3 separate regions of the Mus musculus genome follow, and all the other regions are linked to region 2. The links are chromatin contacts, called in public HiChIP or PLAC-seq and promoter capture Hi-C maps. All regions are on one chromosome and are shown on one strand. Each heading gives the region's core, a stretch centred on a gene start, on an enhancer-like site or on the middle of the called end of the contact. The rest is flanking DNA. Distances are from core to core; before and after follow the strand shown. Region 1 holds the start of Rpl7l1 (ribosomal protein L7-like 1). Region 2 holds the start of Slc29a1 (solute carrier family 29 (nucleoside transporters), member 1). Region 3 has its middle 19 kb from the start of Taf8.

The links. Promoter capture Hi-C pulls out the DNA fragments that hold promoters and counts their contacts. HiChIP or PLAC-seq counts read pairs in DNA pulled down with a chosen protein or histone mark.
Region 1: an H3K27ac HiChIP or PLAC-seq map of microglia shows a contact between it and region 2, with 5 times the contacts expected there. The contact joins the promoter of Rpl7l1 here to the promoter of Slc29a1 in region 2. A contact is called at or near these places in 3 of 39 promoter capture datasets (the C10 cell line, the SN4741 cell line and pre-B cells) and 2 of 115 datasets of contacts at active chromatin or transcription factors (large pre-B cells and microglia).
Region 3: a contact with region 2 is called in a promoter capture Hi-C map of embryonic stem cells, with 2.7 times the contacts expected there. The contact joins the enhancer-like site here to the promoter of Slc29a1 in region 2. A contact is called at or near these places in 3 of 39 promoter capture datasets (embryonic stem cells, liver and stem cell-derived epiblast-like cells) and 2 of 115 datasets of contacts at active chromatin or transcription factors (double positive thymocytes and embryonic stem cells).

The regions. Positions count from the first base shown.
Region 1 is chr17:46,780,144-46,784,327 of GRCm38.p6, reverse strand. It overlaps Rpl7l1 (ribosomal protein L7-like 1), which reads left to right and starts at 1,672. Exons shown (of 7, transcript NM_025433.3): 1 at 1,672-1,709; 2 at 2,437-2,545; 3 at 3,777-3,937. The coding sequence starts at 1,696.
Region 2 is chr17:45,593,820-45,597,669 of GRCm38.p6, reverse strand. Slc29a1 (solute carrier family 29 (nucleoside transporters), member 1) reads left to right here and starts at 2,140. Exons shown (of 14, transcript NM_001357771.2): 1 at 2,140-2,188.
Region 3 is chr17:47,519,546-47,523,741 of GRCm38.p6, reverse strand. It overlaps a transcript of Ccnd3 not described here. Among named protein-coding and RNA genes, the nearest start is that of Taf8, 19 kb to the right of the region's middle. RefSeq lists an enhancer at 155-2,957. Within about 2 kb of position 1,956, at least 283 of the 459 cell types and tissues checked have an H3K27ac peak or open chromatin away from gene starts, as enhancers often do. A contact at or near this core is called in embryonic stem cells, liver and stem cell-derived epiblast-like cells, where this site is marked.

The sequences.
Region 1 (4,184 bases), core at 423-2,922, 1.2 Mb before region 2:
CCAGGATAGCGAAGGCTACACAGAGAAACCCTGTCTCCAAAAACCAAAAAAATGAGGACTGGTGAGATGGCTCAGCAGTTAAGAGCACTGACTGCTCTTCCAGAGGTCCTGAGTTCAATTCCTACCAACCACATGGTAGCTCATAACCATCTGTAAAGAGATCTGAGGCCCTCTTCTGGTGTGTCTGAAGACAGCTACAGCGTTTTCATATAAGTAAAATAAATAAATAAATAAATAAATCTTTAAAAACAAGCAAATATTATGAGATGAGCAGCGACAGTCCCCACTAGGACTATTGTTTTTATTTTTTATTTTGCTCTTCTTTCTCTGTCACATAGACAAGTGGCTCACCCAATATGGGACATATATATATATTTTATTATTATTATTATTATTATTATTATTATTATTATTATTATTATTATTATATGTAAGTACACTGTAGCTGTCTTCAGACACTCCAGAAGAGGGCGTCAGATCTTGTTACAGATGGTTGTGAGCCACCATGTGGTTGCTGGGATTTGAACTCTGGACCTTCGGAAGAACAGTCGGGTGCTTTTACCCACTGAGCCATCTCACCAGCCCCGGACAGAGATTTTTGAGGAAACTTAAAAACAAGCATGGTTCTAGCGCAATCCATGGAATAGTTTAGAATACCTGGTATGCCTGGTGCAGGAGGCCGGAAGAGGTCGTGCCCTTAATCTCCTTTGACATTCATCTGGTAATGACATTAGCGTGTTGAGTGGACTAGTTTTTTAGTGTGTTCCAACATCATGTATCAGTCCTTGGGTACTCAACAATTCCTTGCAGAGTCCCACTGTAGTGAAGTGGTGTAGTGAGGTGCAGAAGAGACACAGAAAATAAGAAAAGTCTCCTGCCCATAAGCCAAAGGTGTAGGATAAAGGCTGTGGGTGGCGACCCTTTCTAGTGTTATATAGTGGCGTTGTCCTAGGCTAGAGCATAAAACAGCACTGTGCTAGCATAAAACAGCACTGTGCTAGTATGTGGCAATGGGAGTAAATTCTGAGAAACTTAAACAAGTGAAGGCTCTGAGATGGAAATGGAGCATTTCTAGTTTCTGGCTCCACTGTTTACCCAACTTGTGCTAAGGCTTTGTAAATCTTAAGGAGCCCCCTGGCGGCCACTGGGAACCCGTAGATATTCATTGTACGGATGAGGAAGCCGAGATGCAGAAAGGTGAGGAATTCAAAGGCTCACAGAGTAGGTGACACATTTTTATTTCCGCAAATCCTCCACAAATAACCGCCCACCAAATGTGAGTGCCACGTCGGTCCTTCAAGTCTCCGGGAATAAAAACCTCACCTAAGCAAGGCGGCCAACTTCTGTAGAGCCCGTGCCGTAGCGGAAGCTGCAGATGCATTGTGGAAAGCCTTTAAATTGTTCACAAGCGGCCGAGTTCGAGACCCTACAGCCTAACTGAAAAGGGTTGGATCCAGACGGGTGTCAGACTCTAGAGACCTTAGAAGGGATGGGAAGAAAACTGGAGGGTTTTTTGCCGGAATCCTGGCTAGCAAGACCTTTTCCCAGACGCTCACATTCGCTAAGGAATCTCAGGCTGCCTGAGTCCTCCTGCGGGAGCGAGAGTCCGTCTCTATGATACAAGAGACGTCGAGGCGGGCCTCTCTACCCCGCCCGGTGAGGCTGCGCAAGCGCAGTAGCTGAAGCACCGGAAAGATGGCGGAGGAAGGGTGAGTGTGTCTTCGGATCTCTCTATGGGGCTTTGAGGATCCGATGCCATCCTTTCTGTTTGTACTCTGGTGATACAAAAGGAAGCTGTGGGCTGTGGAGAGAAAAGAAAAAGGCTCCATAGTATGAAGTCAAGGTGGGGGCTGAGATGCTGTAGGGCTCCGCGACCAGGGATCGGGACGACTTTGGAAGCAGCGAGAAGAGGAACTGAGGTTCGGAGGGGCGAGTGGCTGCGTAGCGCCAGAGTTGAGTTCGCTCAGCTTGGCTGTCATGTCTTTCACAGTTTGGTACACACGTACAGTGTATTTTGATCGTATCACCTCCCCATCATCTCTTATTCCCCTGCGTCTTCCACCAAGCTCTTTCCCCCCAATTCCCCCTCCTGCTTTCATGTGCCCCCCCCCCCCACCTCATCCTAGCTCGACTTAATCATTACTCTTCTTGATGGATCTGTGATAGCCCCTTTCTGGATTTTACTAGAATTTCCTTGCCGCTAGTGACAGGTCATAGCCTACAGTTGTTAAAGCTCCACGGACCAAAACGAACCCAGAGAGCAAAGGTTTTTCCTGATTTTTAAAGGCTCTCGGGACGAGTGAGCATTACAGGAGCACGGCGAAGACTCATCAGAAACTTTAGGTCCCGGGAAGACCAGGATCTCGAATTGGTTTGGAAAGCCACCAAATGTTGGTTTGGCAATTTTCATTAATGTCAAATTTGTTCCTTTATCAGGGAAAGAAAAAAAATTCCTTTGGTTCCAGAAAATCTTCTGAAAAAGAGGAAGGCTTATCAAGCCCTCAAAGCCACTCAGGCAAAGCAGGCACTTTTGGCAAAGAGAGAGGTAATTCTGAGAGGGGGGGGGTTAGGATTTGTAGTGGACGGATTTTACTAAACGGTGTTCGTTGAACTAGATTTGTTATCAGATCCCTCACAGGTTTCTCCCTCATAGTCCTCCATTTAGCAAAGATTTACCCACCATCTTTCTGTGAGCAAAATGTTAGACCAGCCTTTAAGGGAAAAGTGAAGACATTTTCTGAATTCAAATTTAGTGGTAAAACCAAATTTGGCAGGGAAAAAAATAGATTATTTTAAAAATGTTTTGTTGGGGTTGGTTTGTTTCTTAGATGGGGTCTGTACATATGGTCTGGAATACTGTATGACCAGGCTGGCCTCAAACTAACAGATCAGCCTACTTAGGCCTCTAGAATGCTGCGATTAAATTGCTATCTGTGGCACACTTTTCAGCATTCTAGAAGGTTGAGACAGGAAAATGGAGAGTTTGGCTATATAAAGAGAACCTGTCTCAAACCAAAAGTATCCAACAATTTTAAAAGTTTATTTAGAATCACGTGTGGGCTGGAGAGATGGCTCAGCCCTTAAGAGCACTGACTGCTCTTCGGAAGGTCCTGAGTTCAAATCCCAGCAACCACATGGTAGCTCACAACCACCTATAATGAGATCTGACTCCCTCTTCAGGTGTGTGTAAAGACAGCTGCAGTGTACTTACATATAATAATAAATAAATCTTTGGGGGGAGGGTATAGGGAACTTTCGGGATAGTATTTGAAATGTAAATAAAGAAAATATCTAATTAAAAAAAAATTCCTGGTCATGGTGGCTCACCTTTAATCCCAGCACTCGGGAGGCAAAGGCAGGCGGATTTCTGAGTTCGAGGTCAGCCTGGTCTACAAAGTGAGTTCCAGGTCAGCCAGGGCTACACAGAGAAACCCTGTCTCGAAAAACCAATGTGTAGATTCTGCACACAGTATGTACAGGATTTTTGAACGCAAAGAGAAGAAAATCCTCTTGTTTAATGATGCCTAATATAGTGTTGAGTTTCCTAAACACCTGTATTAAATGTTACCAGCATATGAGCTCACCACAAACTTTTCTTCAGCCCTTAAGAGCACTGACTGCTCTTACATCTCTCAGTTCCATCTGGCCTCTTCATGTGCCCCTTAGGTAATGGTCTGCCCACTTTGCAGAACGTTTGAGAGCTGAGCTCTCTTACTAATGGTCCTGGGTTAACTGTGGAGGGGAAGAGATGCTGATGCGTGTCTTCTCTGCCACAGAGAAAAGGAAAGCAATTCAGGTTCAGACGACTAGAATCTTTCGTGCATGATTCCTGGCGACAGCAACGTGACAAGGTGCGTGTCCAGCGGCTGGAGGTGAAGCCTCGTGCTTTGGAGGTGCCTGATAAACATCCCTTGGCCTTCGTTATACGCATGGAAAGGTACAGTACCAGTGTGTTTTCAGAGTCCTTGGTTCAACTTCAGATGGCTCTGTAGGGAGACAAAGCCTAACCTACTACAGAAGATTGGCTAGGATTCGGAATTAGGACCATGGGTGACATAAGGACACTCAGGGTGAAGGTGGGGCTCTTTTTTTTTTTTTTTTTTTTTAGATTTATTTTATGTATATGAGTACACTGTAGCTGTCTTCAGACACACCAGAAGAGGGCATTAGATCCCATTACAGAT
Region 2 (3,850 bases), core at 891-3,390:
AGGAGAGGAGAGGAGAGGAGAGGAGAGGAGAGGAGAGGAGAGGAGAGGAGAGGAGAGGAGAGGAGAGGAGAGAGGAAGAGAGAGAGAGAGAGAGAGAGAGAGAGAGAGAGAGAGAGAGAGAGAGAGAGAGTTGAGTGTGGTGGGAAGCAAACCTACCTTCTAAAGGGTGAGGGGCAGAAATGATAGAGTTAGCCACAGTCCCAGCTGGGGTGGGGGACAGGACATAAAGGTGAGCCATGAGGTCAGGTGGACCAGCCCTCCTGACCCAACCTTAGTGACAGGGAATGGGGAGCCATGATATGAGGAGGAAGGTAAAAAGAGAGGCCTGGTAGACGTGCCTGAGGATCTGCCAGGCCCAGGCTTGTGCGAGCTGGGTTCCCAGGGCTGTCCAGCAGAGGGCCCGGGCACCAGCAACTGCCTGAGGCTGCCTGGGGTGTGGGTGCTGGCTGGAACCCATGCAAGGAGCTTGCCAGATGGGCTGTTCTCCAATAATAACAGGCCTGCCTGTGGCCATCTGCATAGACGGCCAGGTCCCAGTGGGCATGAGGAAAGGAACCAGCCTTCCCCAGTCTGGCTGGGACCCTTACCACTTCGTCTGTCCACTTCCAGCTCACTTTGCACACAAGGGCTCCCAGCCTGACCATGCCTAGTCGATCTCTCCCACAGCTGTGCCAGCTATGGTAACAGAGCCAGACTTGGGAAGGGAAAGAGGGGGTGAGGTGTGTGTGTGTGGGGGGGGGCAACGGAAGAAGGGAGGCAAAGGCAGGGAGAGACAGACCAGACAAACAGGGCAGGGATCTGGCGTTGTGGACAGACATGAGGCTACTCTTAAGCCATGGGATAGTGCCCAGAAAAATACCACCCAAGCCTGACTTCCTGCCCTCTGTTTGCTTAGTGCTAGTGGGGAGATGTGTCATCTCTGTGGGAGCAGGAAGGCTGTATACGCCCCCACCAGAGCAGCTTGAGAGAACCCACTGTCCTACAGAGTCAGCTACCTCCTAAGGGCTCAGTCGTCCTCTGGGGAGACTGAGTGCGTCTTTTCCCTACGATGTTAGCACTGGTAATTGTTAATTAGCTCCAATGGTTTCTCTGGAGCACAGGTTCCTTAGGGAGGTGGGGTGAGACAGGCAATCTGGATGGGATGTTCTTGCCTCAGGACCCTCCCCAACTTCTGGGATACATCAGTAGGGAGTGCTACTGTAGGGGGTCCCTCCTCCTTTGTACCCCAGCGGGGGGGGGGGGGGGAAGGAAGGAAGGGGAGGGGTATGAATGGTAAGAGGCTCAGCAAGGCTTCTAGCCCCGAGGGTTATCTTGGGATGGGACATGGGACAGTGAAATGCTGGCTAGGACAAAGATGTGCAGGATGTGAGGCCTTTCTTCCTGGCTCCCCTTTCTCCGGTCTCCAGCTGTGTTTCAGTTTTCTTAGAGGCCTCAGGGCTGTCCTCTTATGCCTTCATAAAGGAGCCTTCAAGGCAACATGGGGATGGGGGGGGGAGAGATGCTGTTTGTGTGGTGTGCGGCGAGTCTGAGGGCAGGAGAGAGAAAACAAAACACCTCCAGCGTCTGGGTTCCAGAACGCTCAAATCTGAGGTATCCCAGAAAGTCTTCTTGAAGGGAAAAGGAGGAGTGGAAAGGAAAAAGGATGTATTAGAAGGGTGTGTGTGTGTGTGTGTGTGTGAGGGGGTTGCTAGCAGTAAAACGGTGGAGTGTGAATAATGGCGTGGGCGGGGTTCGGAGAGGGATAACGGAACACCTGAGGTGGAGCGTGGCTTGTGGGGGCGTCTGGACCTGGGTGAGCAGAGGGCCTGTCTGTGCAAGAGTCCCGCCGTGGAATGTGTAGGAGTTAGGAGCGCAGGGCCAGCGCGGAAATTAGGGGTACGCAGTGGGGGGCCCGTGCCCCCCTCCCAGGCTCGCGTGTCCGGGTGACAGTTGGGAAGGGTCCAAAGACGTGCTCCGCCATCGAAGCCAGCAGCCCTGGCGGCCCTAGGCGTAGGGTCTCTGACTGGGAGCCGGTGAACTGTTGAGGGGGCGGCGAGGAGCCTGGGGGCGGGGCTGTCGCCGGGAGGAGGTGGCTCCCACGGGCCCGGGGCGGACCCAGCAGAGGGCGGGTTTGAAAGCGCTCGGGCGGGCGCGGGAAGCGCTGGCCAAGCGCGCAGATTTCGTCGCCGGAGGTGTCCTTCTCCAGCAGGTGCTCGTAGGGCTTGGGTGGGACATGTTGGGGACTCCGGGGTAGAGAGTGGAGTGTCCGGCTTGCCAGGAGGGAAAAGGAGGCCCGGTCTGCCAGCTCCGAGGCCGCGACAGGGACTTTGGGGTGCGGCCCCCACGCGGCGCGTGCAGAGCAGCGCCAGCACGTGGCGCGCATGGGCCTGGCTCTGGGTAGGGGGACTCTCCTTTTGTGGGGACCAGGGCGGAGCTGGGCCCAAGACAGCCTGGCTTCTGGGCCTGGAAGCGACTGTCGCTGTGTTGACTTCCGCAGAGGATCGGCGTGTGGGTAGTTCAATGCTACAGTCCTGTGTGAACTAGAGGGAGGGGTTGTGTTGCCTTCTGCCCCGAGGCAGGAGGATGGGGAATGCGGGAATACAAATGGACGTGAAGGGAGCTAGCTGGCCATTTACAGACTAAACTCCTGTTCCTGGCCTCCCTTTCCTGGGCGAGTCCTCATTTACTCTACGCGGAGAGTGAACGTGTGACAAGATAAAGGACTGACGCGCACACCCAGGCTTCCTTTGGATGAAGGCTCTCTCCACCCCTGCACCTTATACCCCATTCGGGTCCTCTTGCCAAGCCTGAGCCAACCCCCTCTTCTCCATTAACCCTCCTTCCGTCCTGTTCCTCTTGTCCTGCTTGTGTGACCTTTGCATACAATAATATATGCGTGGTGGAATGGTTGTGAGTTGTCATGACTCTGAAACTAATGTTATGTGAAAGAATGGCCTGAATCTCCCACTTGTTTTAACCCTTTAATTGGAGCACTGTTGCCTTCCTGGAAGCCTACACGAATAGCTGAGGAGCCTTGTTAATTTTGCCTTCCCCACTTGAGAAGGAATCTAGAATGATCGGTACATTGAGTATTGATGCTGTCACCCCCATTCACCAGCTCTGCGGGCTTTCTCAAGTGATGGAGCCTCTTTAAACCTCAATCGCCCTAACTGTTTAGTAGAAACGGGGCAGCTGGAAGAGGGGCATCCTCAGATTTCAAGAGAAGATTCCGATGTAGCAGAAACTAGGCTGAGAAACTGAGCTATGTGAGAGGACCCTTAGGACGCAGGAAGGCCTCAGATGGGCGATAGCTTTCAGGGCCTCTCCATCTCGGCAGGTCAAGGCATGGCTGAAATGATACCAGAGGCCCTGAACTGCTATCAGATCTCTACTGGGACAAAAGTAAAGAAAGCCCCTAAGCAGCAAATGGAATGTTTGGATGTGGGTGGAACCCGAGAGGTGGGAATTTCTGCAAGGGGAGAAGTGATGTGTGTGTGTGTGTGTGTGTGTGTGTGTGTGTGTGTGTGTGTGTATATGTATGTGTATACTTGTCCAAGCCTAAGCCAGTTTTATGATGGAAGAGTTAGCCTCCCTCTGGCTTGTGGCTGTATTCACTTTTGCTGGTGCATGGGAGAGGTGTGGGGTGCTCGGTGGAGAATTAGCTATGTTTTGATGGGGTCCCTTCCCTACTATCTAATAGAAACCTGAGTCCTCAGGCTCCCCGCAGCCGCAGCAGAACCCTCTTGTCCTAGATAAATAGCAGTGCTACTGTTTGCTGCTGCTCTGTCCCCAGTGCCTAGGAGGATGCCTGGCGGACCCACAGAGACCCTCAGCAAATAGTCCTTAACCAACAGCAGGAGCCTTCTGCCTC
Region 3 (4,196 bases), core at 707-3,206, 1.9 Mb before region 2:
CTGGAAAAGAGATATGAATGACTTCCCCAGGGTCCAGGAAGAGAGCAGAGGAGAGGCCGAGGAAAGGAAACTGGCCATAAAGAGGAAGAGAGAGTCAGAGCTAGGGGTGACATCAGGGGAGGGAATGAGAAGACAGCCCCGGGAATGATGGCCACACCAAGCATGAGAGAAGGCGGGGAAGCAGCTGAGGAGTCTATCAGCTGCCTGCAGCTCAGACAATCCTTGTGCCCATCTTGCGTTTGCCCCCGCCCTGGAGCCTCTGCCCCGGTGGCGTTGGCCACCCTCATCGCCACGACCCTTGTTGCCACATTGTCAGCTGCTGTTTCTTGCCGCACTCTCCTTCCTGCCTGCGAGGGCAGAAGGGAAGCAGCTGCCCCCAGAAGAGCTCGCTCTCCAGCCTTGGAGGCTGGGGCTGCACGTGGTGGTGGGAAAGAGATCTGGAGACAGGCAGGCCGGAGTCTGTCCCCGGCGGGACGCATGCACTCAAGTGCTGCTGTGCGATCTCAGCAAGTCGGGTGACTCATCTAAGCCTTCATTTCCTTGTCTGTTCAGTATGGATAATAGGATAAGACGAAGGAAGAAGAGGGTCTGTGTCTGGCATAGAGCGAGCGTTCAGTACTTGCTGGTCACTACCAGGCCTGGCTTTCTGGGCCTGAATATACTGCAGCTTCCTAAAACGTAGCCGGGTTCCATAGAGGCCTTAGGATGTACCGCTCCTATCCCGAGATTCTTATACACAAGCGGCTGCCCCTAGCTCTCTGGGGCATTCATTTATTCAAACCACTGTTCAGGGGTCAGGGTGGCTACATAAGTGAGGATATGCCTAGAATCTGTCAAACACATAGTATCTTGGAGGGTCTTGGGGGCCTCAAGGAGTCAGTTGAGTACAGAGGTTTGGGAGCGTGCCAGCAAGAAGCAGGTGACCCTTCTGCGTGTGTTCCCATTGAGCCAACTTCCTGCCAGCAGCTAAGACTCCCGATGTATCTCAAAGCTAACACCACCCTGCAGGCCCCTGCATCTGACCCTTGGACAACCAGGCTAGAAGCCACATCCAGGCTCAGGAACACAGAAGTCATCAAACCTTCTTCAGGACAATGAAGACACTTCCTGATGTGGCCCAGGGCCTTCCTGAAACCCTGCATTCTTCGGACTGGGACTGCTTATGGGGGTATCTTGAAGAAGGGGTGCTAATTGCTACTCATGGTGGCCCCAGGAGCCGGCCTAGCCCTGGGGGATGGGCAAGTAGTGGCTCCTTGTAGCTCTTAGACCCCAGGCTAGCGTGTGTCGAAATAAGGTCACTAGTAAGAAGTCTCAGGAGTTATGGAGTCTCTCAGATCCCTGGGACCAGGATACCTTCAGGCACTATACTGAGGAATAAACTCCCATAAGCCAGTCAAAGCGGCCCCTCGTAAAAGTCACTGTCAATCCTTTCTGTACTGAGTGCCTGGGGAGGCAGAGAGCAGAAGTCTCCAGCCCAGTGAATACTCCTCTCACCACTAGACCCCAGCTCCTGCCTCAGCCTCCCCAGCCTGGCTATCAGAGCTTAGCCCCACTCTATTTCCCAGGCCTTCCTAGATTACCCAGGGGAGAGTCTGAGGGTGGCCCAGCCTGGCAGATGGGGGCTGGCCCTGGAAGAGGCCTCTCTTTTCCACCTCCGGCCACCTGTCTCGAGTCCTCAGTCCTTCCAGACAGCTGGAGAAAGGCCCCCGAGAGCCTCTGCCTAAAGAGGGGGCTGATGTGGGAACACAGCTCACAAGGAGCTAAGCCAAGGCTGAGGGGAGGCCCTCAGAGCCGACGGGGATGCCGAGTGTGCTCGGGTGGGGGCGGGGCGGGCTGGGGGAGAAGTAGGGATTGGGGTGGGATCACAGAACGGAATGCAAAGCTTGTTCTCCCCGGGGCACAGCTGTTTATTTTGATCCCCTTGTCAGCTGCTGCCTGTTCCTTATCTCAGGGCTCAACGGAGACTCCACCCCCTCCTCTGTTGCTGAGCTGGAGAGGCAGACTCTGCGGGATGCTGCCCAGCTTCCTGCTCCCACCGCAGTCTTCCCCCGGCCCTCCACCCTTGCAGCCCCAGGCTGCTCAAAAGGACTAGAGGAAGCTGGCTTTCTTCAGACCTACTCTGTGCCCTTTTGAGGGTAACTACCCCCCCTTATCTAACTCCGCCCACCCCAATTGTCATGACGGCCTGAGCTGGGCACCCCCGAAGTGCCAGGCAGGACACTTTTAAAATTTTGTTTAATTGGTATAACGGGACTTGAAGAGAGGACAGAGAGTTGCAAGCTGGGGTCCACACCAGGCTCTGGGCCTTACTGAGCCCTCCACTGCCAGCTTTACTCTTAGCTCCTACAGCTTCCAATGAGGTACCACAAACTAGCGACACTTTTCCCATAAGCTCATGGAACACTCCTAGTACATGTTCTATTCTTCCTGTTATTATAGAACTGGACCTTTTTTTGGGGGGGGAGGGGGGTTTCAAGACAGGGTTTCTCTGTGTAGCCCTGGCTGTCCTGGAACTCACTTTGTAAACCAGGCTGGCCTCGAACTCAGAAATCCGCCTGCCTCTGCCTCCCAAGTGCTGGGATTAAAGGCGTGCGCCACCACCACCCAGCTTTTTATTTTTATTTTTATTGAGACAGAGTCTCACGTAGCCTGGGCTGCCCTCCTAATAGGTACCCCGAGGAGGACCTTGAACCCCTGATCCTCTGTCTCTACAAATCCTGGGATTATGTAGCACTGGGGGTCAAGCCACACACAGCTGCAGCTGAAATGTTCTTAAAAAAAAGAAAAGGCAAAGCCGGGCGTGGTGGTGCACGCCTTTAATCCCAGCACTTGGGAGACACGCCTTTAATCCCATTTGTGGTTTACTTCCCTTAATTGATTATGCGTCTTAATGTATGGAGAGTATATCTAAACTGTATGTATGAGAAACCCTCACAGCTCCGCTTGGCCTTAAACTGGCGATGTCGTTGAGGCAGGCTTTGAACCTCCACCCCCCGAATTCTAGGATTACTGTAGTTTATGGAACTGAACACAGGGCTTCCTGCACGCTTACAGAAGCACTCTACCAACTTAGTGACATTCCTAGGTCCCATTCTCTCTCCCTCTCTCTTTTGGCCTGGAACTCACAGAGATCCTCCTGTCTCTGCCTTCCAAGTACTGGGATTAAAGGCATATGCCACCATGTCCGACTCCCACCCTCTCATTTCCCTTCCTCCCTCATCTGGGGATTAAATCCAGGCCCTCAGCCTGTTAGGCAAGGGCTCTCTACCACGGAGCTCTACCCCTGCCTTCTTTTGAGGAGACCGTTCCCCACCAGGTTACAGTAGTTCTGCCTCTCTGCAGGGCCATCCCACCACCTGAAATGAGATTTTCTTCTTTCCTTGATGTCCTGTCATCTTGACAGGACAGCCCAGCCCCCTGCTGAGCTGCGCTTCCATCTGTTCCTTATCTACGGTAAATGCAGAAACCAGGCCCCTGACCTGTACCCCAGAAACCTGTCACCAGCACCAGGTGTCACCGACACAGGCCCACCTGGGCAGAGGTAAGACCAGCTCCCTGTAGGGCCCTCTTTCTACCCTCGGGCACTTCTGTCATTTCCTAGCTCCTTCCTGAAAAGTGTCTCTCGGAGCTCCCAGAGTAGACTCTTTGCTTTACTTTGGGTAATCCGTTTCTGGGGCTACTAGAACCTCAAGTTACAGATTGATCCCCCACCCCGGCCCCCAGCCCCTAGCCCAAATTCAGTTTGTTTCCGATGACAAGACAGGATGTTTTCCCAGCTTCTCTTGAAGTCATGAATCTCATTTTGAAAACTTATTATCATCGTGTGTGTGTTTGTATGCCTGTGGATGAGCGCATACCACGGAGTGTGTATGGAGGCCGGAGGCCAGATTCCAGGAGCGGGTTCTGCCCCTTCCCCAGTTAAGTTCTAAAGCTCCAGCTCGAGCCTCACAGGCCCTGAAGCCGAGCCTGAACAGTATGTGTTACAAATAAAACAGTACAGCAGATTTTTGCTTAAAAGACATCAAAAGTACATCTGCTGTAGCAAGCACGCGTAAGCACATTACAGCGGATCTTCTTTGGTTTTTATACATATTTGTGTGTTTCTGTACATGTGTGGACAAAATGGTTTAAAATGAAAACATTTCTAGGATTTGTCTTATTCTATTTTTGTCGGCTTTTTTTTTTTTTTTTTTGAA